Linked DNA regions of Urocitellus parryii: region 1 is linked to region 2. A link is a contact called in public Hi-C data. All regions are on one chromosome and are shown on one strand. Each heading gives the region's core, a stretch centred on a gene start, on an enhancer-like site or on the middle of the called end of the contact. The rest is flanking DNA. Distances are from core to core; before and after follow the strand shown.

Region 1 (2,700 bases), core at 40-2,539, 650 kb before region 2:
TGATAGTATTAGTATAACAACAATGTCATGCTAAAGCTAACACTTTTTTCTTTCATTTTTTAAAACTATTTTAGAGTGAGTACTATATAAAAGGATTTCAAACAGGAGATAATGAAGAATGAGGACCAGGCAAAAAGATGGAGAGTGTGAAACACCACCAAAGAATGTCTTCTTTGAGGTATACGAAAAAGTGCTTTTAAAGCAGACTAAACTCCATTTCTGCATATTTTTAAAAATATAACTTTTTAAATTTTTATTCATTCTTTTTATATATACATGATAGTACCGTGTATTTTGACATACAGATCATATTTTGACATATTATTATACATATATACTTGTAATTAGGATCCCATTCTTGTGGTTGTGCATGATGTGGAGTTTCACTGGTGGCATATTCACATAGGAACATAGGGAAGTTATGTCCCATTTGAGAATACAACTTTGTAAGAATCCTTTCCTCCTCCCTAGGCAGACACTTTCTCAATTTTTAAAAATTATCAATTTAGTTTTTTCTACAACGAATAACTTCTTTACAGAATCTTCCTATTCAGACTTTAAACAAACCTAATTTTGTTTTTACTCAGTCCCAGGCCTCCTTCCCATTGTGTTTAGTTTCAAGACTATTTCTGAAAGTGTTGAGACACCAGTATATTCACTTCTAGAGGGATCCCTGGAACAGCATCTGGGAACTTGTTAGAAATCTACAAGTTCTATGGCCATATGCCAGACCTACAGGACTCGGGAAATCCAGAGGCCCGTGTTTTAACAAGTCTCTTTGATTTTGACGTCTCATAAATTGAAGATTCTCTACTCTTTAATATTTGGAAGTTGTTTCTTTCCCTCGCCCCAATATATCGGGAAATAACACCCCCCAATACACTAACAGCTACAGCTGCTCCTTAAGAATGATTATTCAAGGCACAGCTTACTTGGGGTTTTCATTTTATGTTTACTTAAGGTTAGTTTGGGCCAGACAACACAATTCGTAAGTCAACACTGCACGATCCTGTCTGCAAGCTCTCTTCTAAGAAACCCAACGGTGAGCGCAGCGGTTCGCCAACGACGGGCTCCAGACGCTTCGGACTCAGAGCCGGGAAAGAAGTTCGAGAAGCAGCGCCGCCAACGCTTCCCCCTCCCGAAATAAAGTACCCCTGCCGGACGCCCAGTAGCTCCCCGGAAAGCGCCGGGACGCCAGGAAGCCCCGCCCTGCGCTCGAACGCCCACCAATCGCAGCGCGCAGTGAGGCGTGCCGACTGGGAATCTGCGCGCGCGCGTTCGGGGGGGCGGTACCAGCGAGAGGAGGGAGGCGGCGCGCGTGGAGATGCCTCGCGGCGGCGGCCGCCCTCGCAGTCATAAGGTGCGCGGTGGGGCGGGAGTTGAGACCGTGCGGTTTCGCGTGTGGCTAGGGGGAAGCGCTGGCCCGCGGTGGCAGCTCGGTTTAGTCCTCAGCAGGCGTGAACGCCGGTTGGTTGGGCTAGAGGGTGGGCGCTGTGGCTGGCGGGCACTCCAGCCTGCGAGCTGGAGCCCGGGCGAGGCCGCGGCGGGCGGGTCTGCGTGCGGGTGCTGCTGCCGCCGCCCCCAAGTCGCTCTTCTGCCCGGATTGTGTGCGCTACTCCTGTTGTGGGAAAGGCGAGGGTGGCAGCGGTGGGCGTGACGGAGTGGGCTTCTGGGGCTTGAGTTGGGAACTAGTGAGTGAGATATATTCTTCCTCGCTGGTGTCTAGAAGTTCTTTTTAATTTTTTTTTTTTTGATTCATTCCTATAACGAACGCACCAAGACAGCAGTGGATATCGGCATGCCTCTGCCAGTTTTTCGTGTTGCTACTTTTCTTGTCGTTCCTAAATTTCCTCTGAAACTTTCTCTTTCTGCCAGTGGGAGAGGAATCTGGAGTTAAGTGCTTCCAGTCTGTATTCCAGCACCCTGCACAGTTTGTAGGCACGAAGTAGGTGTGTAGCAACTATGTAACAGGCACGATATGTGAAATGATTGCAACTGCATTCATGAGGACATCATTTTTATTCTATCAGTTGTGGTGGTCATAGTGTTGATTTTTTGCCACCTGCTTGTATTTCTTTTGGAGTGTCCCTGATGTTGCTACCCTAATCTTTTTAGTCTTTACAACTGCTCATTTATTTCCCTTTGCTGTCTTCCTGCCATGTTCTATATTTTATTTTATTTTGCCAAACTGGGGAGGGAGGAGCTACATTCCCAATCCTTTTTATTTTTTTATTTTGACATAGGGTCTTAGTTGCCTAGGCTAGTGTGTGTAATTTGCTTCAGCCTCCAGTACTTGGGATTGTAGGCCTGCACCACTACACCCAGCCACTAGCCACATTTCAAATGCACAGTAACTACATGTTGTCAGAGGCTTCTGGGTATCCAGCACAATACAAAACATTTATGTCATTGCAGCAAGTTCTGTTAGGTATCACTGGTGTACACTATTTGAAATGGTATTCTCTAAAAGCCAAAGATTTTCTAATTGCCATCATTTATTCAGATTTTCAAGACATATAAAACTTGATGGTATTGGTTTTAGAGAATAGGAACATTCTGAGATACAAAAAAGGAGAGCTCAATTTGGGGGAGATTGGCTGATTTTCATAGCAGTTGATATTTTACCTTTAGGAAGGTGTAACAGCTTGAGCTATGAGGCTAAGATGGAGGGTTGAAGAGAAGTGTGGGTATGGAAGTGTG
Region 2 (2,700 bases), core at 160-2,659:
ACTGCAAATTCAAAGACAGCCTTCAGTAATTTGCCAGGCCCTAAGCAATTTAGCAACACCCTGTCTCAAAATAAAAAGGCCTCGGGAGTACCTTAGTGGTAAAGCACCCCTGGGTTCATTCTCCAATACCCAAAAATGAAACCCCCCAAACAAACAAAAAATTGCATTAGATTCCCAGATCTGTTGCAAACTACTGGTAGTGTTACCATCTAGGAGTCCTGGGTTCCTTGTCTCCCTTCAGCAAAGACTTGAAGAACAGAACACAGAGACAGCAAGCAAGAAGCAGCTATAGCAAAAGTGACAGAGACAGACTTATCTGAAGAGAAGAGGCCAGGGAGCTGGGAACCCAGTGGGGGAGTTTTGGTCCATTCTTTTTACTGTTTCCGAATTTTCTCTTCTCTCCTCCTTGTCCTCTCTGTCCTCAACATTAATGATTGGTGCCCCTTCTGTCCACATATCTGTTTTAGTTTTTTATATTGGATCCCCACTTAGTAGCAGGAATACATAAGGGTCTGTCTGATTGGGTCCTTTGCTTGTGTCCTTGAGCACTTTCCTCATCCAGGAAGTTGACATCATCAAAAGACCCTCACCATGCTCCTTTGTTCTGGCTCTGCCTCAACCTCCTCACTGGCCATCTTTGCTTTTTGAAGGACATAATGATTGCTTAGAAATTTTAGCTTATTCCTCTTGAAAGATGTTTTTAGGGTTAGTCATACGTTTAAATAATTTTCACTATTGTGTATACAAGTAAATACAATAAATTGGTTTCTTAGGGGTTCTTCAAATTTACTGTCCAACTCAATTTTTCAATTGTTGATGCACATACTTTGTGTAGGTTTTTATTTTAATAACACGTCAAATTCAACTTTGTTCAAATATCATTTCGATAATCAATGAATATGAAACAGTACTGAGGGTCCCCCCTCTTTTTTCAAGGTTCTATAGGATCGAGAATCTGTGTTCTCCCTAGCTGCACATTTCTTTAGATGCCCTCTGCACCTGCCTCTTGGCTATCACATGGCAGACTGCTGCCCTCCTGCACACGCGTTTTTTTTTTTTTAAATATTTATGTTTTAGTTACAGGTGGACACAATATCTTTTTTATTTTTATGCGGTGCTGAGGCTCGAACCCAGGGCATCACGTGTGCCAGGCAAGCGCTCTGCCTGAGCCACAACCCCAGCTCTGCACACGCTTTTTAACACGTTTTCTTTTTTCTATTTTATGGAGACTGACTCATCTTTGTCTGCCAGCCCTCTCCTAGTGTTTTGAGGTAACTATAATCACGGGGGCCGAGTTCCCAGCGCCCCCGGGCAGAGCCTTCACTGGGGCCCAGCAGCGCCCGCCGCCGGGGGTGGAGCCCATGGTGACGTGGACTCGGCGGCGTGCTCCCGGAAGTGACGAACCACGTCCCGTGCGTGCGGGCGGCTGCGTCGGGCTGCAGGAGAAGATGGCGGTCTCCACAGGTCGGTTCCTGGGCCGGGCTGTCTGCTTTCCCGCTCTGACCCGGCTCTCCCCCTTCGCCCGCTCCTGGCGGCGGGGTGCTGTCCGTGTAGGAGAAGTCGGAGTGCGCTCTCTTGAACTCTGCGCTCCCCTGGAACGAAGCCTGGGACTGGGGAGGGATCGGGTGGGACCGGCGCGGATGCCAAGGGCCCGGGTCGGCCGTCGGGGGTGGTGGGTCGTGCTCGCGCGTCGGTCGCGCGCTTGTCCGGTGGCGGGGTGGCCCCCCGCGCTGGCGCAGAATCAGGGCCCTGCGGGGTGATGATGGAAGGCGCTGGGGGAAGAGAGGCGGCGAGGCCCAAGGTGGGCGGGTGTCAACCTTGGTCACCGTAGGTGGGTGGCGTTGAGAGACATCCTGGGTCGAGTTGGGAGGTCTGGTTCTCCAGGACTCTCCTTGACGTGGGTGGAGGAGAGGACGATGGCTCTTCAGAAGAAGGAGGAGAGAGGATTCTTCTTACCTGACTGAATACATACTATCCTTTTTAAAATTTTTCATTTCATTGAAGAGCTACAGTGCAAACAAAACCAGACCAAAATGAAACATAATTGAACAAGTGGTTTCTTAGATAAGCTTTGCAACTTCTCTCTGGTACTGAATGCAATGTTTGGTTTCTCAGGAATGCAGAGTTTGAAATTAAGTGTTAACATGGAGGCTCTAAATATTTGACTGTTTCAAAAATAATTAATTACAAGTGTTAGGTGTTACTGTTTAAAAGTGATAGCGCATATGACCTATTTGCTATTCTTTTTCCAAACTAGATTATAGAACTGTGATTTAATATTTCATGCCATCATTGCATAATAAAAAGAAATTTCAAATCTGTGTGCTAAAATGAAAGGATTTGAATGTGTGTCGTGATTGATACTTTTAGGGTATTACCTCAGTACATTCTGTGTCTGTTAAATCATCTTTATTATGTGTAGGTGTCATTGATGATAAAATCTAGCAATTTTAGCCTTGGAAAAATATTTCAATATTCTTGGTGTCAGTATTAACCAGCAAAGGAAGGAATATTTATTTATTTATTTTTTGGTACTGGGTAGTGAACTCAGGAACACTTAACCACTGAGCCACATCCGTAGCCCTATTTTGTATTACTTAGAGACAGGGTCTCACTGAGTTGCTTAGTGCCTGCTGAGGCTGGCTTTGAGCCTGCAATCCTACTCTCTCAGCCTCCCAAGCCCCACACTGGCCAGGAAAG

Evidence for each region. A called contact is a pair of places that touch in the nucleus more often than the background predicts.
Region 1: a Hi-C map of muscle shows a contact between it and region 2, with 2.6 times the contacts expected there. The contact joins the promoter of Spidr here to the promoter of Ube2v2 in region 2. A contact is called at or near these places in 2 of 2 Hi-C or Micro-C datasets (liver and muscle).

Annotation. Positions count from the first base shown.
Region 1 is chr7:81,443,518-81,446,217 of mUroPar1.hap1, reverse strand. Spidr (scaffold protein involved in DNA repair) reads left to right here and starts at 1,289. Exons shown (of 20, transcript XM_026395186.2): 1 at 1,289-1,360. The coding sequence starts at 1,325.
Region 2 is chr7:80,789,703-80,792,402 of mUroPar1.hap1, reverse strand. Ube2v2 (ubiquitin conjugating enzyme E2 V2) reads left to right here and starts at 1,409. Exons shown (of 4, transcript XM_026395189.2): 1 at 1,409-1,464. The coding sequence starts at 1,449.